Regions from separate parts of the Mus musculus genome. Here all the other regions are linked to region 3. A link is a contact called in public HiChIP or PLAC-seq and Micro-C data. All regions are on one chromosome and are shown on one strand. Each heading gives the region's core, a stretch centred on a gene start, on an enhancer-like site or on the middle of the called end of the contact. The rest is flanking DNA. Distances are from core to core; before and after follow the strand shown.

What was found. A called contact is a pair of places that touch in the nucleus more often than the background predicts. HiChIP or PLAC-seq counts read pairs in DNA pulled down with a chosen protein or histone mark.
Region 1: a Micro-C map of embryonic stem cells shows a contact between it and region 3, with 1.8 times the contacts expected there. The contact joins the promoter of Ctsb here to the promoter of Fam167a in region 3. A contact is called at or near these places in 1 of 484 Hi-C or Micro-C datasets (embryonic stem cells), 1 of 115 datasets of contacts at active chromatin or transcription factors (bone marrow-derived dendritic cells) and 1 of 9 other capture datasets (adipose tissue).
Region 2: a contact with region 3 is called in an H3K27ac HiChIP or PLAC-seq map of extraembryonic endoderm stem cells. The contact joins the promoter of 2700070H01Rik here to the promoter of Fam167a in region 3. A contact is called at or near these places in 3 of 39 promoter capture datasets (embryonic stem cells, liver and stem cell-derived epiblast-like cells), 2 of 115 datasets of contacts at active chromatin or transcription factors (astrocytes and extraembryonic endoderm stem cells) and 2 of 9 other capture datasets (adipose tissue and embryonic stem cells).
Region 4: an H3K27ac HiChIP or PLAC-seq map of extraembryonic endoderm stem cells shows a contact between it and region 3, with 2.6 times the contacts expected there. The contact joins the enhancer-like site here to the promoter of Fam167a in region 3. A contact is called at or near these places in 9 of 39 promoter capture datasets (the 3T3-L1 cell line, the HPC-7 cell line, cranial neural crest and 4 more) and 1 of 115 datasets of contacts at active chromatin or transcription factors (extraembryonic endoderm stem cells).

The regions. Positions count from the first base shown.
Region 1 is chr14:63,118,539-63,123,732 of GRCm38.p6, reverse strand. Ctsb (cathepsin B) reads right to left here and starts at 1,271. Exons shown (of 10, transcript NM_007798.3): 1 at 1,168-1,271.
Region 2 is chr14:63,052,147-63,057,439 of GRCm38.p6, reverse strand. It overlaps 2700070H01Rik (RIKEN cDNA 2700070H01 gene), which reads right to left and starts at 2,367. Exons shown (of 3, transcript NR_046019.1): 1 at 2,334-2,367; 2 at 1,488-1,673; 3 at 1-816.
Region 3 is chr14:63,435,134-63,440,160 of GRCm38.p6, reverse strand. It overlaps Fam167a (family with sequence similarity 167, member A), which reads right to left and starts at 3,767. Exons shown (of 4, transcript NM_177628.4): 1 at 3,529-3,767.
Region 4 is chr14:63,833,309-63,838,629 of GRCm38.p6, reverse strand. It overlaps a transcript of Xkr6 not described here. Among named protein-coding and RNA genes, the nearest start is that of Gm41175, 10 kb to the right of the region's middle. Within about 2 kb of position 2,444, at least 1 of the 459 cell types and tissues checked has an H3K27ac peak or open chromatin away from gene starts, as enhancers often do. A contact at or near this core is called in extraembryonic endoderm stem cells, where this site is marked.

The DNA.
Region 1 (5,194 bases), core at 22-2,521, 310 kb after region 3:
TGTTGTGGAATCCATTACATAGCCCAGGCTGGTTTCCAATGCACAGCGATTCTCCTGCCTCAGCCTTCCAAGTGCCGTGATTGCCTTGCTCTGGTATGGCTCTGGGGACTCTGGAGTTTTAGGTCACCATGGCCAGAGCCTATGGGAAACAACTGTCCCCTGAACGGCTTCGAACAAAGATGACACCTTCACCAACATTTTGCAAATGCTACTCTGAATCCGGGGACTGCAGACCATACCTCCACAGCAGTCCCTCACAGGAAGCACCTGGAGATCAGTCTTCCCGAGACACTAAAAGGAGTTAAACTTCCCTTTCAATCCCACAATTTATCTCCCTTCCCAAACACGTGAGGGGATCTGGTTAGGTGGAGGTAAGGTGCGGATGGGTTTTAGTCCTTTACTCTTGGGCCCTAGGGGACCAAGTCCAATTTACCTATCTCTTGGTCCGCACGCCCAGCACTCTGGGAGAGGATGCTATCTCTCCCGGCTAGCAGGGCCCTGACTGAAGGAGGCTGTCCTGCAAGTACCTTTCCTCCATCACATTGGCCATTCCCCTCCAGAGAAAGGTTCTGGGAGAGCCCCTATCCTTTAGCTCTGCTTCTCTTCCTGTTTCTCGGTTTAACTCTTCGTGCAGGTTCCACCCCAGCCACCCACTACCAGGTTCCCATTCTCAATAGAACAGGTCTTTTAGGGTGCCAGGCACTGCGTGGGTTTGTGTGTGGAAAAGTTCCCGGGGCAGATTCTTTAGAATAAGCCACAAACCTGCACTAGATGCAGGTCGATACTCGCCCTGAGCACCCCTGAGACTTGCAATCTGCGAGCTGGAAGGGCCAGAGCTGAACCCTTCCCTTTAAGCTCCTCCCTCGGAGCTCCCCGAAGTCCCCACCTCCGCCCTTGAAGTGCGCCAAGGCCACTGGAAAGAAGCCGATCACCGCGGGGTCACCAGGCTCGGCCCTAAAGCGTGAAAGCTGGAGCTCTGCCGGTCTAGCCTGCGGGAGCCTAAGACCGCGATCCGCCAGGGCGAGCAGCATCTAGGGCCGCGGAGGAACCGCGCCTGCGCCCTGGGCAAGTGAAGGGCCTGTCTCCACCACCGCTGCTCAGCCCGCTCCCCCGACCCCAGCCAAAGTGACTTCCGCCATGGAGCCACTGTGCCCCGGGCAAACTCACCGAGCGCAGCGCGACAGCCTGGGCCTGCAGCCACCAAGCCAAACGGAGCCGCTCCTGGCCTCTCCCGTGCACTCCTAAGTACCCGCGCAGCTCCGCCCTCCGCTGGGGGCTGATTCGTCACGTGATGCTTGACCGCGCCCCCGCCCCTGCCGGCCCCTCCCCCTTCATCCCGGGACTCTGCAAGCTGTGTTAAACCCAAAAGAAACTGGTGGTTTGTCTGCTCTCTTTCCATTTCGCACAGAGATGCTCTCCAGGGACCTCTGCAGGTACCCTGCACTGGGAAGATACAACATCTTCGTGACATGCATTCCTCGGGAAGGCCCCGCTGGCTCGGGGACCTGGAAATGTCTGGAGGAGCCTCCTGGCCTTATATTCTGAAGCTCAGACTATAATGGCGTAGAAATACTCAAACCAAGGGAAGCAACCAAAAACTAGAACTGGGCTGGGATTGTAGCCCAGAAGTAGAGCTCTTACTTACCAAGCCCAAGGCCCTGGGTTCGATCCCTAGTTTAAAAAGAAAGAGAGAAACCAAAACCCCATGAATTTTGTCCAAGGCATGTTATGAAATTCAGAACTCCTGCCAGGCCATATGAACCTCCCCCCATCTTGTGTGGTAAGCTAGCCAGTGAGAAGCTGGCTGACCTAGTTGATCTGACAGGTCATAGCATACCCCCACCCCCACCCCAGGGTCGAGCACCCTCAGATCTCTCCAATCCTTAGGTCTATCCTGTAATATAGGAATGGCCTCATGTCAGCATGGTATCTTGTAGCCAGGCTTGTGACGATAAGAAAGGTTTGGATCTAGTGGATTCCAAGGTTCTATTGGTAGGCTCCCAGTTAAGGACAGGAGTGGAAGTGTAGTTACTGAACCCCAGTTAAGTGGAATACAGGAAGAACTCAGAAAACTTGCGGAAAGGCAGGTCCATGGCCATCTGTCCAAGGCCAGCTGTCCCAGCTGCTGACAACAGGTAGAAACTGGCTGCTTATTTTAGGGTAAAAAGTCCAAACAAAAATGAGCAGCCTTTCTTGGCTAAAAGCCCAAAATGTCCTCTGACATGCCCAGAGCCTGGCCCTTGGCAGGAGCTAGAGATGTTTAAGTGTCTAAGCCAAAAGTGTCTCTGGCTGCCAGGAAGGGGGTCTTCAAGTCTTTTCCACAAAGGAGTGACCTTTCCTGGAAGCCATACTGAGGCTGTGACCCAAACTGAAATGACTTCAACACCTGGAATGAAAACTGGACTGACCAGCTAGCTCAACCTTCTTCCTGCCTCCATCCCACTAAAGGCTACAGTCCTATTAACCCCCAGGCTTTGGGGGGCTCCAGGATGGGATCCGACTCCCTCCAGGGACCCCACGGGCTGCTCAAGACCTTTGCCTTCTTTCTCTCCCTTCAGCTCCCTACAGTCCTTCCCACCTTCCTAAAACTCACCTTCTGTGGTCCATGAATTTCCTTCCTCAAAACTGAGAGACAAGAACCCAGAAGTACCTGGCTTGGGCTGACTTCAGTGGTGCTGAAAAAGGCTTCATTTTAAAATGTTAGAATATTCCCATATCACTGCCTGCTCACCCCAGCCTGTCCAGACAGCTGCAGAGTCCAGCCTGCACATCAGTGTTTCATAGATCATCTTCCCCCTGGACACATAGACCGTAGTAAATCCTTCCTTTATAGCGCCTCAGATGAGCTGAGGGCTACACATGCATTATCACAGTGTGTTAATAAAGGAGAGGCTTCTGAAGCGAAACAATGATAAGCAGTCACATGTGAGATAAACCCGTAGTCCTAACACTTGGGAAATTTGGGGGCTATAGGGTCAATCTGAGCTACACAGCACATTCAAATCCAACCTGGGCTACAGGAGACCCTGTCTCAAATGACCAACATACAGGGCTGTGAATATAGTTCAACTGGTAGAGTTATCCTGACTTGTATGCTTAGAGTTCTGGGTTCCATCCCTAGCCCTCCATAAACCTGGCATCGTGGTTCTCACTATGAGATGGAAGCAGAAAGGTCAAAGTTCAAGACCGCAGCATCAGTTTGATGGCTCAGCTGGCAAAAGTGCTTCCTACACAGCCCAATGACCTATACCACTTTGATCCCTGGAAACCACAGTAGAAGGAGAGAACACATTCCAAAAAAGTTGTCCTCTAATACTCATGCCATAGCTCACGCACCCCTCAACTCTCTCTCCCTCTCCATCTCTCTCTCTCTCTCTAATAATAATAATAATAATAATAATAATAATAATAATAATTTTAGAAGCTCAAAGCTATCCATATCTCCCTAGTGATTTGTGGCCAGCATGGGTTACAAGAGACTGCATATCAAATAAATAACCAAATAACCAAATGAATACGACCAGAGTAGACTCTTCTGGAGAGTCCGTCTGTGGGAAACTTTAGGAGGAAGCTATCCCAGCATACTTAAATCCCTTCATGCACACTTTGAGTCCTCCGCCTCCTAAGGGATAAGAATGTGCTATGTTGTTCCTTGCTGTATTCTGCATGGTGCCTGCCTGTCACCAGGTAGAGGGCAGAGACAATGGGTGTGCACACGAAGTGAACCTTGAAGATTGAGTCCAGGTTCAGCTTTACCAGCTCACCTAGGGCTCAGGGCTTGTTCTTAGAATGTTTAGAGGGATCTTGCCCTGAGTGTGTAAAAGTGTTTTTCTAGTGAACATGTGGACAGGAGACTGGGCATACGCCCTGAAGAAATATGGTTGCTCATATTAACGTTACCAAATATGCACAGCGGTATTATTCACAGGCGCCTAGAGATGGAAACAACTTCTGTTTATCAACTGATGCTTGGATAAACAAAATGTCCCACAATCGCAAAACAGGGTGTGACTCAGCTATCAAAAATGCTGCGCTACCACATACACTGTGGATGAACCTTCAAGACTGTGTTAAGTCAGGGAAGGACCTCATGCTGTGTGCTCCCACTTCCACTTACAGCAAGAGAAAGCTAGCATAGAGATAGATTAGCAGGTAACCAATGGTGCCTTGGGAGAAGAGCTTTGAGTCTGGGAAGGACCCTATGGGGCCTCGGGGCCTCGGGGAGCACTTGTTAAAGTGCTGACAACTACAGACTCATGCACTTCATTTTATCTTTAGTATTTTGGGGATTCCCACCCCTCCCCCATTTTTTGTTTGTTTTCTGAGACAAGACTCACTCTGTAGTCCTGACTGTCCTAGAATTCACTATGTAGACCAGACTAACCTTCAACTCACAGAGATCTACCTACTCCTGCCTCCCTCACAGTGATCCCCTTTAATGCTGACACCTGGGAGGCAGAGGCAGAGGCAGAGGCAGAGGCAGAGGCAGAGGCAGAGGCAGAGGCAGAGGCAGAGGCAGAGGCAGAGGCAGAGGCAGAGGCAGAGGCAGAGGCAGAGGCAGAGGCAGAGGCAGAGGCAGAGGCAGAGGCAGAGGCAGAGGCAGAGGCAGAGGCAGAGGCAGAGGCAGAGGCAGAGGCAGAGGCAGAGAGGGAGCCCTGTGAATTTGGAGTTAGCCTAGTCAACATAGCAAGTTCCAGGATGACCACTGCTACATACTGAAATCCTGTTTCAAAATAATAAAGAACAAACAAATAGGTTATTCCATGGGTTGGTGGCAGCACTTATGGCTTTAGGCATCTGACTAGTTCTGTCCAGTTTTATCTCACAGGAATGGAGTCCATAAGGTGACTACTATAAGAGGAAACCCAGCATGCAGTAGACTGAGGCAGGAGCAGCTCAGACTTGAGGCCAGCATGATCCCAATAATACAAACAGCTGGCTGTGGTGGTACACACTTGTAATTTCAGCATTGAGGAGTCTGAGACAGAAATTCAGAGCCAGACTTGGTTACATCATGAGTTCAAAGCCGGCCTGGTCTATTAGGAGACACCCCCACCCCCTGGCTCTATTAAAAGAAGAGGAAGGAAAAGGAGAGGGAGAAAGAGGACTCTCCAGAGGTGAGGATATAGATCTTTGGTAGATCATTGCCTAGTCTGTATGAGGTCCTAGGTTGGACTCCCAACCAAATATTAAT
Region 2 (5,293 bases), core at 1,118-3,617, 380 kb after region 3:
TCTCAGTTCCTCCAGCACCATTTTGCCTGCATGGTGCCATGATTTCTCGATTCCTGCCATGCTGATAATGGACTGATCCTCTGAGACTGTAAGCCAGCTCCAATTAAATGCTTCTTTTTATTTATTTTATTTTTTGCTTTTTTTATTTTTGAGACAGGGTTTCTCTGTAGAGCCCTGGCTGTTCTGGAGCTCACTTTGTAGACCAGGCTGGCCTCGAACTCAGAAATCCACCTGCCTCTGCCTCTGCCTCCTGAGTGCTGGGATTAAAGGCATGCGCCACCACGCCCAGCAAATGCTTCTTTTTATAAGAGTTGTTGTAGTCATGGGTCTCTCTCTACAGCAATAGGATGATGACTAAAACACCCACTTTTTTTCTTTTTTCTTTCTTTCTTTTTTTTTAGCGTAACCCAAGTCAGCAATTCAAAAAGCAGTTGTGAAAATCTAACATTCTAACACAGTACAACCCCAAGACACATACGGATAGTGGAGGGGAAACATTAAGAGGGTTTCTTTTCCTTGTATTTCTATAAGGGCAGAACACTTAGCATGTACAGTAGTTGTGTGTCCTTGGGCGATTGCTGTTCTCAGCAATCCCTTCCCCAGCAGAGTATGATGGTGGGGGAGGGTAGTACCTGCTGAAGGCAGGATACAGAAGCGAAGCATGGCAAAAATCACAGGAAGCCCCTGTGGGCATTCAGGAGCTGGTAAGAGTGCAGGCTCTGGGGAGTGACAGAGATCCTCCAGGGCCCTTCCTTCTGCCTCAGGTTAGTGTCCGATCATCTATCCCATGGTGCAGAGGCCAACCAATGGTGATCCCTGTGGAGAAGAGACGTCACTGTGCTGGGGTCTCTGCAGACACTGGGGCTGAATGGCTGGGGACTCTGTTTACTTAGGGGAACATCCAAGGTAGCACTTCTTCATCTGCTGCCCTCCAGGGGAGAGAGACCTGATACAGGTCTTCCCTGATGCTGAACAAAATCCACCTCTTGTCTAACGATTACTTTCTCTAGTCCTTTCTCTCCTCCTTCTCTCTTCTTTTTCCACTTTCTCCTCCACCCCGCCCCCCCTCTTTTTAGTCTCAGCTATCCCAGGCTAGCCTGAACTTACTTGATTCCCCTGCCTCCATCTCCTGAGTGCTGGGATTACAGCACTGAGCAGCACCGTTTATGCAGTGCTGAGAATGGAACCCAGGGTTTCCTGTGTGCTAGGCAAGCACTCTACCGATTTAGCCACACCCCTGCTCTCTTCTAATAATAAGGTGCTTGCAATGCATACATAATCACTGTGTATACTAGCCTGGGCAAGGACAGAAAGACCAAAATGGGTCCTGCGATCCAGCATACAGGGATGCCAGCCACCTTTGGGAAGGTCACTGGGCCCCTATTCACACACTCAACAGGAGGTGCAGTCAGACTGACTGGGATAGAGAAGTCAGATGGAGCCGCACACTTTCCGAGGCCACCACCCTGTGGATCTTGATAACTGACCAGGATGACTGATGGCTTCCTCCATGCTGGGCATGATGCACTGATTCAGTTGCCACTTGACTCTTGCAGCCTAGCTTGAAGACAGGACCAGTCATAACCGCCTCTCGTAGGTTACTTGCTGAGGTCTAGAAGTGTTCTAAGACTTTGCTGAAGGTCACATGTTGTGGAAGTCTCGAGAGTCTGCCCCTGGGTAGACAACATCATGAGCACCATCATTAAATGCTGAACCAGATTGGAAAAAGATACTGATATCAAAGCCACCATGTCAGTCACATCATCTGGTGGGACATGGCTGCCACCCCATCACCTATAGGAGGCCTCTACCACACCACTGCAGTGCCAGGGCAGAACAGGGGGTGATGGGGCCCTGGCACAGTTAGAATCCTAGACTTCCATTTCTGGACTGGGTGAAATGACTCTCTTGCACAGAGTAAAGGCACTGTGGACTCTCCAGAATCATCCGTGCAATCAACCAACCAATCAATCAATCAATACAAACCAAAACCATGATAACCACAAAAAGTCAGGTGGTGTATATGTGTGCAACCCTAGCCCCTGGAAGGCAGAGGCAGTGGATCCCTGGGCTTGGTGGCCAGCCAGTGTAGCCTTCTTGCTGAGTTCCAGGCCACTGAGTAGTGTCTAAAACCAAGAATGAATACCTGAGGCTGTTCACAAGCACACACGCATGCAAGCATGCATGCATGCACACATGCATACACAGAGCCTCCTCAGTCCTTCGTTGGCTATTTGTGTGGTGGCTGTCCTTTGTAGTTATGTGTACCCAAGGATAGCACAGAGGGAGACGTCGGGGGGGGGGGGGGGGCTACATGCAGGAGTAGGGCTCACCCAGTATCCAGGACCCAAGAACAAAGCCGAAGCCTCCCTGATTTAAAGGCGGCAGCTGATGCTCCGCAGAACCAGGTCTGTGCCAAAGTAGGCAGAGCCCAGGGCCAGCCTCCTCCCCTCCCGTTGATCCCTCTGCTGGCCTGGAGGGAGGCTGGTGGCTGATAGGAGCTGGTTCCTCAGATGAGGTCATTTGTTTTGGTGCCAGGGGAAGGGAGGTGGTGGAGGCAGGGGCCCTGCTGTCTGCTCTCCGCTTGCTGGCGCCACAGGGTGGACAGCCTGGGTCTTGTCTGGACAGTGCCTCATTCTGAGAATGATGAGAAGAGACTCAGAGGGCAGGGAGTGGCCAGGCAGCCCATGCTTGAGGTCTGGAAGAGAAAATGGGAGCTCAACTGAAAGGCTGGGCTAGCCTCTTTCCTGGTTCTCTCAGGGGTCTGGTGAGCTCTGACTGGACCCTGAACTAGCCTACCACACGCAGAAGGAACAATTATGCTCCCCCGGACATCTGTGCTGCTATTCTGAAACACTTCCAGCATTTGTTGTTATCCTAGGAGGCCTTTCCAGCTCTTTGGGGTTTTCAGAGGCTACCCAGGAAAGCTTGTTAGTTACTTTTTTTTTTTTTTTTTCTGGGATGATGTGACCCACTTCCTAGCTCCACTCACTGATTAAAAGCTCCCAATGTGTCTATGAGGCCCAAGAACTCATTAAGAAATATTGTGGATGACAGGTCTTCTGTGTGCAAGTGGATTGAGGGGCTCTTAAAATGTTTGGGTTCATATACAGGTTCCCAGAGTGTTCTCAACACTTTCTTCATCCTCTTCCTCCTCACTCACCCACCAGAAACAGCCCCTTCCCTGCTTTGGACACAGTGCCATGTTCTTAAAATTCAAGTGAGTGGCAGTCCGTGGGGTTACTGTTGCGCCCAGCTTCTCTTCCCCATTGTTTTGTCTGGGAGGTTGCCTACAATGCTGCGTTGTGAGTAGCAGAAGGTTTTTTTTTAGCTTGGGTGTGTTCCATTTAAAAGCACTCCAATATTGGGCTAGTGAGACAGCTCAGGGTCATCTCTGCGCCACTCCTAGAACCTATGTACAAAGAGAGAAGGGAAGGGAAAAAAAGAAACCAACTCGACAAAGCTGTCTCCTGACCTCCACACATGGGTTGTAGCATGCACATGCACAACACACACACAGACACACGCACATGCATGCACACACCACCCACATTTCACTCGAACATACACACATGCAAATGCACACACACACACACATCATATCTTCATAGAAGTAATCTCAAGGACTTTCTAAAATTAACATTTGAAAGATTTTACTTGAAACTTTTAACCAGCTTCTAAGAATTTATTATTTGTTGTGTTTCTGGTTATTTTCCCTCTTGCCTTTTCCATGGGAAGAACGATTCACTTGATGTAGCCTACTAGTTCCTAAAATGCCATTTGTGCTCTATTTCAGGTAAAATGATGATAAAGCAATCCTATGGCTCCCTCTTTATAATTTCCTATCTCTGATTCATTTTGAGTTTATTCTGGGATAAGGTCTGCATGAGCCACCAGCCTTATTATTTCAGAGCGGCATCCCTAATTAATGAACAATGTATTGTTGTCCCTACTGACCGAATGACTTGTTGTTGGTCCTATTAATTGAAAGGTCCTTGTCTTTCCTCTGCTGCTTGTCAATGCAGCTGGTCACGTCCTGTTATCGGCTTCCTTGGTTAAGGCTTGGATATCTAGGAGGAGACTTAGGCGGACTCCTCATCTTCTGAATTTCTGATGACAATCTTATTTAAAAACTTTATTAAGGAGCTTGAGGTTCAGTCTGCGTGATTCAAAGATTTTGTGGGATTACACTCATATTTAAAGTTGACAGGAAGGAGGTGACCAGGATGCTGTATTAGATGTCTTTATCTTTGCATCCTTGAACATCTTTTATTGATTCCTTCTTCAAAGTTTAAAGCCATCTTCACAGGTGTTGGCCTGTTCCTTGTTACCCTTGTTCTATGTGTTGTCTTTTGTTGTTTACTGTTGAGAAGAGGTTTGTTTGTTTGTTTGTTTGTTTATCTGTGCAGGTGAGTCGAACATGGGGACATTTTGATTCGCCTCACTGTCTTTTGGATGGTGGTTATGTGACCCAACTCTGAATGAGGAATATCTGATGATCTAGCTGGGTGTTTCGAAGATTAGAAATATTGTGTGAGTCATTAAGAAATGAATTTGGGGGACTGAAGAGATGGCTCAGTGGTTAAGAACACTGACTGTTCTTTCAGAGGTCCTGAGTTCAATTCCCAGCAACCACATGGTGGCTCACAACCATCTGTAATGGGTCTGACACCCTCTTCTGGTGTGTCTGAAGACAGCATCAGGGTACTCATATAAATAAATAATTCCAAAAACATTAACAAAGAAATGGATTCGACTTATATGTCCATTGAATGAATGAATAACGAAAATGTGATTCACACACAAAGGAAAATGAAATTAGCAGGAAAAAAAAAAAAACGATGAAACTGGAATGCATTACTCTGAGTAAGGTAACCGAGAAGACAAATGTTATCCAGGCAGTGGTGGCGCACACCTTTAATGCTAGCACTTAGGAGGCAGAGGCAGGCAGATTACTGAGTTCGAAACCAGCCTGGTCTACAGAGTGAGTTCCAGGACAACCAGGACTACACAGAGAAACCCTGTCTGGAAAAAGCAAAAAACAAAAAAACAAAAAAACAAAGGAGGAGGAGGAGGAGGAGGAGGAGGAGGAGGGAGAGGAGGAGAAGGAGAAGGAGAAGACAAATGCTACATATTCTCCCTCATATGTGGGTGTGGGTCCTGGCTTTGAAGGATTTATGTATTTAATTTGGAAGTATCTGTAGAGCCCAGGAGGCTAGAAAGGGCCATAAGAGGGAGAAGGAAGGAGGCTTTAAAGGGAGATGGGGGTGTGGGGCTCTGGAATTGTGGTGGT
Region 3 (5,027 bases), core at 2,518-5,017:
AGCAGCGCATGTCTGTGTGTTCTAAGACAGGCAGAGCACCAATTCAATGTCGCCTCTGGCCAGATTCTTTGTTCCTTGAGGGAAAGACCACCTTTATAACATTCCTCTACCTGATGCTCTTCTTGATCCTAAAGGGGGCTTTGGAGGTAATGAGAGGTGTTCTGGGTGGTTTCACCAGGCTAGCTGTCCCCAGCTGCATTCAAATGGAGACTCCCTCCTTCCATGGTTCACTGGGTGGGAAAGCCCCACCCCTTCCAGAGGTAGCAGTGCAGGTGTGCCGATGTTCTCTCTGGCAGCAGAAGCATTCAGTGATCAGCAAAGCAAACATGTTCTTTTTTTCCCCCCCTGATCTTTTGAAGACAGAGGTATTCCAGAGGGGTGGGTTGACACATGAATTTGAAGGACAGATGGACTTGTAAACTAAAAGTATCTAGGGAGTACTCCAAGGAGGAGATGGTCAGGGTACCAAGAAGCAGATGGCTGGGATGTTGGAAAGCCCCCAGGACAGGCTCACTGGATCTGCCAGCGCTTTGGAAGTAAACGCATCAAAAGATGCCCATGTGTGGGCAGAACTTGCCATCCTACTGGCTTTCACTCAAACTTGATAACAGGCTTGCAGCCCGCCATGTTTTCAGCAGCTGCTACCAACTGATCAACAAGACAGATGAGGCAGCTCTGGGTCTGGAGCAGCTGCTGTCTGACTATTTAGTTTGGTCAGGCTCAGGTCTGTCTTATGTTCCCAGGGTTCCACATCTGTGCATACTCAAAGACTAAGCATCTGATGTCACTACTGACCTGGTGATAAGTAGGGGAAATAGGCCTACCCCATGGCCTCCTGGTCATACAGGTCCTCATCAAAACTTGTTCAAGGTTTTTACTCCCACTTTCTCAGCCGAGGTCCTTCTGGCTGCCATTGGTCTGTCCCTAGGCTCTGTTCAGAGGCTCTGCTGACCTCTTGGAATGAGGAAATACAGACCAGCCTTTAAAAGTTGGCGTAGTAGCCACTGTATAGGCTGAGGCCTGGATTCATGCAAATTTGCCCTTCAACATGAAAAATGAGATTTGACCCAGGTTTGCCTTACAGGTCCCATTGTAACACATCCTGGGATCCAGTATCAACCAGCTCCCACATTTGATTCCGAGTACCCTAAAAAGAATTTTCAGCCCCAGTGTGAAAGGAGGGCTCAGTTGACCTCTCTGAGGTGAGAAACTGAAGCCTGTCCCATTGGATGGTACTCTGTAAATACTTCCATGAAGGTAGTTACCATATGCCAGGGGACTCTTGGAGAGGCTGAGGTATGCAGAGGGCCTGATTGAGGGGAGCTACCTTAGAGAACAAGGCCCTCCCCTGATGCCCATGAGACTCAGGACGACTGTCCACAGAGCTACTCCTGAGACGATCTGACATGGTGGCTTGGTAGAGGGGAGAGGGTGGGCTTTTCAGGAGGACAGGTTGTTATAGGAAGGGCGGGGGTAGGCTAAGACAACCTCTGACCCCTGGTGTCCTCTCCCCTCTCCTTTCCTTTGCTCTCTACTCAAGAGAAAAGTGGTAGCTGTTACTGGGGAGACAATTGGTTCTTAAGGGGCAGGACCCCTGGCCCAGGTCCCCAGATCCTGTCAACCTAGCCTTTATGGAAGCTCAACTGCCACTTCCTATTAAACATTAGCCCACTATCTTCGTTTCCCACGAGCTGAGCCAATCTCATCCCTCTAGATCACCTTCCTCCTCACTGACCCAGAGTGCACTGGAGTATGAGATTCCGGTTGCTTCATTTTCTTCTTCTGTTTCGTCTTAAGATGAGGTTTCATGTAGCCCAAGCTGGCCTTAAACTTGCTAGGTAGCCAAGAATGAACTTGCACTTCTGATCCTCTTGTCTCCAACTCCCAAGAGCTGGGATTACAGGCACATGCCACCAGGTCCCAGTTTATGCAGAACTGGGTAACGAAGTCAGGGCTTTGTGTATGCAGGGGACTTTCTAAGGCCACATGACGAGCCTCTCGTGACCGTGGGTGTGAGTAGTTCCTTCCTGTCTCGGGGCCAAGGTAGGTTCCCTGGCCTCCTGAAGCAATCTTTTTCTAAGAGCATTTCTGGAGTGAAAGGGTGAGGCACAGGCGTGTCTCTGTGTTTTCCAAAGCCACACAAACTGTTCCAGTCTGCAGAGACTCACACTGTCTCCTCAAATGGTAATCGTAAGGCTCAGTGACTGAGGCTACCTGGGTTCTCAGCAGTGAGATCAGGAGAGGAGCTCTGGAGAAGAGCACCTTCATGCCATTGCTTGACGGACAGCATGTAGTTGCTTTGCCAAGCTCTTGAAAACCACTCTGGCAGGGTCCTCCATCTCCAGGCTGAGGACAGGCTAACAGGTACCTTGGTTACCTTGGCTTTGCCAAGACTTTGAGTCCCAAGCCTGGTGGGAGAGGAGAGAAAGGAGAGAGACAGACAGACACAGAGAGAGAGACAGACAGACAGAGAGACAGAGAGACAGAGAGGAAGGAGGAGGAGGAGAGGGGAGAGAGGAAAGAGGAAAGAGGAAAGGGAAGAGGAGAGAAGAGAAGGGGAGGGAGGAGAATGGAGAGAACTCTGGTGTGTGGAGGGGAAGCTACTTTGGAGCCACATCTACTAGGCACTCTGTACAGGACATGGTCTCATCCCAGATTCTCCATGGATGATGGTTTGGTGGTGGGAGGGAGAGACAGAACTTGCTGGTGAGTGAATGAAACTGAGGACACCAACCTGGAGCCAACTCATCTTCCAGATGTCCCCAAGAGGGCTTACCCACAACAGAACCCATACATACAGAAACCACGTCTGAGAGAAAGCCCCCACCCCCACCCCGCCACACACACACTTGTCTTTCTGGCCATTCAGGAGCCCAGCTCTAAGGCTGACCTGCTCATTCACTGCACATCGTTTGGGTGTACAGTCCCTCTGGTATCCCTGACATCACTCTTGGGGTGCCATATGGCTAAGAGCCCTGAGTTAAGGGTGGCGCACGCCTTTAATCCCAGCACTTGGGAGGCAGAGGCAGGCAGATTTCTGAGTTCGAGGCCAGCCTGGTCTACAAAGTGAGTTCCAGGACAGCCAGGGTTATATAGAGAAACCCTGTCTCACCCCCCCCCCAAAAGAACTCTCATCTCTCTTAGATGTATAAGTGTGGGGGTTATCAGCCTAGATGAGTTGATCTAGACCAGTCCCAAGAGCTCTCTCTCTCTCTCTCTCTCTCTCTCTCTCTCTCTCTCTCTCTCTCATTACAGACCCCCCAGGTTCCCACTTGGAATCATACATATCCCTGAGCTGGGACCAGAGGCATGGAGTCCACACCTGCCCCCCCGCCCCCCTCCCCCCCCCCCCCCCCCCCGCCTTCCAGAGAGGCCTGAAACCCCAGGAGCAAATACGAGGGAACCACGCTGTCCTATGGCGGTGTCCCCCCGCCCCTCCAGGGCTGTGGGATCCAGGGACCCCAATGCCCACCCTGAAGACCTGGGCACCCCGAGCACCTCAGCCAAGCCTCACCGCCGCGAACCCACCTTCTTGAGCTCCAGTCGCGCGTCCTCGGAGCTGTCGCGGTCCCCGCCGCCAGCCCGCGCCCGCCCTCCCTCGGAGCTCGGCTCCCGCCTCCCGAGCTCCCGGGCTCCGTAGCGGTGCGAATTCTCCGCACCGTTCTTTTTTGAAGGGACGTTCTTTTGCGTTGCGTCAGGGCGGTTGCCTGGCGACCGTAGAGCTAGTCCGCCGCCAGCCTCTCGGCGCCGCCGCCCGCCTCCCATTCAAGCCGCGGCAGGTCGGCCTCCCGGCACCGCTGGTCCGAGTGCACCCGGGTCCTAAAGACCCCCGATTCTCCCTCCCCGTGCAAGGCCAAGCCCAGTCAGGAACTCTCAGCAAGCTCCAGGCGAAATCAAACCCAAACTTTTTTTTCCCATTAAGATCAAAGCAAAGAGAGTTATGTCCCGTCCCGTCCCGTCTTACTGCCCCCTCCCTCCAAGCATGGCAACGTGGCTTTGCCACTGTCAGCAGTTCGCTGAGGGAATGGGCAGGGAAAGCGGGCTGCACTCCACCCAGGAAAGTCTTGGGTTCCTGATCCCAGCAGCAGCCACCAAGTCAGACCAACTGGCACTGACCTGCGCGCTCGCGCGCTCGCGTGCCACACCATTGCAGGGCTCCAGCTGGGTAGGCATTTGTGGGCAGCTCTGGCTTAGTTTTCAAGTGGGGAAAACTGGGATGTTAAGAGGAAAGAGCTGTGGGTAGTGCTGGTGGGCCTGATGTGAGAGCCTCCTTAACCACCTGCACCTCATTCTTGGGAACTGCAGCAGCTGCATCTGTCCTAATACTCTTAGGGTCAGGTTCTACTGCCCTAAGTTCCAACCCTGCTCCGTGAGCACCTAGAGCTGTTGGCATCTGGAGCTGCTAGCACTTAGGGTCACAGAGAACAGAAGCTGGACTGACATGCTTGTAGACTCTTAGGACCATCCTGACTGCAGGATGAGGCAAGGGGCCCACACAAGAGACCAGCTTGGGGTGATGCCAGAAGGTGGTCTCTTTGTCCTCGACCAGCTCCCTAAAACCCTAAGGGTAGAAGGGTCTTTCCAAGAGAATGAGTCACCTTCATCTCCTCTGTCTCTTGAGTCAGTTGCTGTGGTTTTAAGGATGCTCCTTGACCCTTCTTGCTGGCTAGAGGAGCACCTGAGGTGTGACCTCAACACCCAACCTACCCCTCCCCATGAACCACTGTGTCTGGACTCTGGGTAGACTGGGGTAGGAGTGAGGTTAGCAGGATGAAGATATCAAGTAGCTGGCTTGGTTGGTCGTTGCCATGCCTGCAGCCCGCCCAAGTGCTCCTTGTAGGTCAGTGAATGTGGCAGAGAGATGTCAGGGAACTTGCTTGAGCTCAGTGTTGGCTGAGAACCTTGTGGAAGGAAGTGGTTCAACGGTAGTCTGCAGCATGTTCCAGGGTGTGTGTGTTAGTGTGTGTGTGTTAGCGTGTGTTAGTGTATTAGTGTGTGTGTAACTGTATGTATGTTACTGTGTGTGT
Region 4 (5,321 bases), core at 1,195-3,694, 400 kb before region 3:
GTCCATGGACAGCATAGTCCAGGTTGAGCTGTGTGTTTAGGAAATGCAACAAGAGGATTGGTTTGAGGCATAAGGGAAGACCTCAAGGTTCTCAAAGCTTTGGAGGTGATATGAATATTAATCTATGTCCAGGTGGCTCCCAGGGCTCTTCTTGCCCTTCTGGGCCTATATCAGGGAAGGCCGAGCTTTGAACTTTGATCATCAAACATCAGGATAGGTAAGAGAAGAACTAAAAATCAATTCACCTGTAAATAGAAGCCACTGTGAGGCCAGACAATTTCTCCAGCCTGGCTATGGGTGTGGGGCTTTCTGTCAGATCACTTCATTTTCAGAGAATATGGCCAGGAGAGTTTGGGATTTCCATTGTTGTCTTCAGGAGTTCCTGGACCAGGCAAGACCAAGGGTATATCCAAGGGTCCCAAATACTGGATCTCTGTCCCCTGGGGACGCAAAGCAAGGAAAATAGCTGGGACTATAGTAGGCAACATTGGGACAGTTCTGAAGGAAGACTATCTGATTTCATGGTATCCTATGTGGAACAAAGGAAAGGGTGACTTTTGCCTTTGAAGACCTGTGACAGAGGTCATGAACAAAACTGAGATGACAGTGTCTCCTTGACACTCTGAGATCCTACCATGTCCCGTTCAGTGATACTCAGCTCTGTGCATGGGATGGAAGGGCTTTCACGATGGACAACCTTTCAGATTAGTGCAGAGTTGGGACTGTGTGTCCAAACAAGTACACTGAGTCATAGTGCTACCAGGCAGTGGTCTGGGAGAGCTGTGGTTGCAAACATACAGTGGCAGGGACTGAGACGGTCAGCAGGGTATATCTGTCTTATCTTCCCCACCTTCAAACCCCTCTCAGGTACCCCACATGCCCACTTCTCTGGCTCCCTTTCTGCTCCCCGTGCTACCCTCCATCGCTGTTTCCTGCCTCCAGTGGTGGAGGCTGTGATTCTCACTTAAGTTGGTTCCATCTTGTCATGATGCCTTCCCTTCCCTGGTTTAGCTTTGGAGCATGATTGGCCTTCCTAGGTCTGAACACATCAGTTCATTATATGAGACTCTCCAGCACTGTACTGCTCATCCTGCTGTCTAGTGTTACCTGGTTGCATGGTTCATAGAGGCTGCAGCCCCACCTCTGCTTCTTAGAGACAGGAAAACAGAAGCTCCTGGGAGGCAAGTAACCTGCCTAGAAATGTCAGGACAGGAGAAGACATGGCTCCAGCCCTATGCTCATCCCCACCTCAGGTTGACACCTTCTCAGATTCCTGCCTGGGGCCCTCCTGCTGTGTTTGTTGGATGGAAACAAAATGGCAGATTTCTTGGTATCCATCTCACTCTCTACCAGGCTATGTGAGCCACTTAATCATTGTGAGCTTTGACAAGAAAAAAAATGATACGGGAAGAGCCTGAAAATGAGTGAACACTTGAGGCAGACCAGAATCTACTGTGTAGTCCCTCAGCTGTACCTCTGACTGACCATAGAACCCTGTTCAAGGCATTATGGGTCTCTGTTTCATGGCCTGTAACATGGAGTGAGATTTCTAGCCTTGTAAGATTTTGGTGGACCAAGCTAGGTGAGGGAGCAGCATCAGTCTCTTGCTTTGCTTGCTCTTAGTCAAGTCAGCATCCCTGACCTTGTAAAAGTATCCTGCTACGATTGGCTAACACTGCCCCATGGTCCTGATGGGGATTACTCTGACAGCATGATTCCTGGTGCTACGGGGAACTTGAGAGCTTGGCTGTCCCCTGATTGTCTTCCTTCCCTTGATAAGTCATCCTGGGAACACTCTGGGCTTCACACGCTTCCCCAGCCTCGACATTCTTGGCATGTACACGAGTGCACTGTCTCAAGTGGCACCTAGTGGTAGGCACTTCTACCATAGGGCAGCCCACAAACTACAGAAAGGCATGCCCATTCTGACAGGCGCTTCCTCAGCCAGGGTATAGTCATGAACAGTTGATACCCACAGACACAGTCCCTGAGAATCACTGCCATCACAGACCTCAAAGGCAGGAATATGTGTCCCTTCCCAGAGTTAGGAGTTGACTCAGCCATCATACTTTTCCCTCTGGCTTCTCTTCATTTTGCCCCAAACCTGCATTTCTTGGAAGACCTGGAAACATTGTATCTGAATGGCCATATCTGGGCCTGAACATGGATAGCATAGGTCCAGAGAGAAAGGGGTCTAAACCTTGCAGATGGATTAGATTCTGGCATGGATTTCTGGGAGGGGTGTTTATATAGGTGGGCGGCCTCAAAGTCTCCAGAAAACAATGTCCAAAGAGATACTGAAGAAGAAAGAAAGAGTAAGAAGTTCCTGGGATATGTCTCAAGCATCTCTTGATAACTAAGAGAATAGGGAGATTGCGGGGGGAGGGGGCAGGAGGAATGCTAAAGACTATGCTACTCTCATGCAAGCAATGATCTCCTTCTTTATCTCAAGGAATTCCATCTATGTTCCCATCAGTTAGAGCGAGGGAGCAGCTTGTGCTACAGCAGTTAGGCAGTGTCTGAATTTGTCTGTTAAAAACTGTCTTGGATGGCTCAGCCACCTTGTGCAAGATTTGTAAACCACGAACAAAAATCAGACTTGTGCATTCTCAGCCTAAATAAGGGAGGAGCTGCCTTCTGCCTGCAGGGCTTTCCCTGCCTAGGTTGTGCTTTATAGAACCCGGGGATTCTCTTCTTCCTTATAACTACGTCTCAAGACCTTGTGAAGCTGTGTTAGTTCACTTGAATTAGCCTCACAGACATTGTCAATGAGCTGGAAGCTAGCATACTTAGAATATCACTCCACCACACAGCACACACTGAAAGGCTGACTTCCTGAGCATTTATGCTTTCAGGCCCTTGAAGAGTCCCCTTGTACTTATATTAGCTTCAACGGGAAAACAGAGGCAAGTTGATGTCCATGTTGGCAGGGGATGGGGACAGAAAAGTGAGGTTTGTCAGTGGGTATGCAGTGACATCTATCTGGGAAAGATGAAACTGGCCAAAAGCTGAGGTGGAAGGTTCGACTTGGCCCTCTGGGGACAGGTTACTCCATATAGATGGCCACAAATAAAGAAAGGGAAACATCCAACAGGTCAGATCCTCCCCAGAGCACACCAGCTCCAAGCTATGGTCTGTGTCAGGATCAGGTTGGTAGGGCTACAGTAATAGCTCCTGGTGCACACTACCCGCCACCCTGCCCTCAGCCACAGAGATCACAGGCTCATTGCTCCACTTAAGCCAAATTTTTTTTTCTTGAATTAAGTCAATACATCCCCAAAACCATGAAAAGTAGAGTCTCTAAAGGAAATTAAACATTTCGAACCAAAGAGGATGAAAACAAACTGTAAACACAGAAACACAAAGTGCACATCAGATCGCGTACAGAACCAAACAGGATTAGTACATCGAATCATTTCAAATGAAAGCAAAGAAAACTTTTTGTTGTGGTTGTTAGCTCTTAAATTCAGGCAAAGAATCACTGTAGCATGCTCACCTTGAACCAGAGATTGGTCATTGTGGTTCTTGGATAAAGAGAAAAAAAAAAAAAAACCAATCTGTGAGGGATATGGAAAACAGCTTGGAATCTGAGGTGAAGGGGGTGGAGGGAAACTGGAAGATTGCATAGCTGTGAGACAGTGGCTTCTCACCAAGGCGAGCGAGTACATCATCTGAGAAATAGCATCTGATAGATTGATTTGATTTTCTGTTCATTTCTGTTTGCAGTATTTTGTTCTCTGTCCATCAGACACATCATACACAGAAACGCATATACAGTACACACACACACACACACACACACACACACACCAGCACTAAAGACCAAAACCACACAAGCCAACCCCAACCTTTGAAAGACCCATTGCTGCCTGTTCCAGCAAAGTTTGGATTCACCAGTACACCGTGCCTGAATCCCCACACTACTTCTTACACAAAGTTAGATCTCAGATTTTTGCTTACAGTAGCAGTTAAAAGAGAGGATTGGGGACGAGGCATGAAGAAAAGCACCAGAAATGGTTTGATTCTCTTACTGATCTCTCTGTGGCAATGCCCCACATTTTGGTTAGGGGAGAGTCACTACTTTTTAAGAAATGAGAGAGGAAAAAAAAACTGCCTTTTTTTTTAAGCTTTCTTGAGGTAAATGTTATGTGTGAACACCTTAGGCAGTCATCAATACAAATAGAGAATGAACAACAGCCAAATGTAATATCCATGTGCAGAACATGAGAAAGCATATTCACATCTTTCTTTATGTCTCTCTCCTGTCATTCAGCCTGCCTTCTATAAGGTATGGAACAGAAAAGAAGATGGAGGATTTCCTGTTTCACATTCAGCACCTGTCATCCATCCCTCAGCAGACTCTCTTCCACACACATGTACCCAACGTCACAAACCAAGGGAAAACTGAAAATAGAGTTTAGAATACTATACACATTTCCACTCTTGCTATATGCCTTCAGCATATATAGACATATATGCACACACATGTGTATACATATATGGTAGTTTACATTAATATAGGAAACAACAAAGGTCTTTTAGTTATGGTTTATGCAAAGTCTCTGCATCTTCTTTGTGTTTTCTGTTCCCTCTCCATTTTTGGATAAACAACCAGCTATAACAATCTATTATAAGGCCTCACAGAGAGAATTCTGCATGTTTTTTTCTCTAAGAACCAAAGTGTATAAAATGAGGTTTGATTCTAGCACCTTAAACAGCATTAATGATGTTCCCTTGTAACGGCCTAGAGACTCTCCATCAGTTACACACCATCCATAGGTATTCCTGGAGGGAGGAGATGAAACCGTGATGGTAGCTGCAGAGAGGGAGCGAACCAAGCCTCAGGGTGAAAGTCTCAATGACATACACACAGAATCTCAAAGTCAGGTCAAGCTGCTGTCTCCAAATTCAATTTATTGACTGTGCCCCTAACAGCCAATTCAATGAATAGTCTTCCCCGTGAGGTATGGAAATAGTATGGGAACCATTTTAGATGGGGAAACTGAGTCTGAGAGACCTAAGAAGGTTACAGAGGAGACTGTCTGGAGTCTAGACACAAATTAAGAATGCCTGACCTCTCACCTCTTATTCCCAAAACCATCCTTTGTCAACTTTGATTGGTGAGTTGAGATTTTTTCTTTTTTTCTTTTTCTTTTTTGGAAAAGCAGCTTCTGGCCATGAGCAAGGAAGCAAAATGAACAAAGAATTTTTTTTTTTAATATCAGCACCAAAGGAAGTTTAAAAGAAGCTGCCTTGTGCTCCTTTATCAAGTGTTCTGTGTCACGGAGACAGCAACTTTCACAAAGGAAGAGAGCTCATCT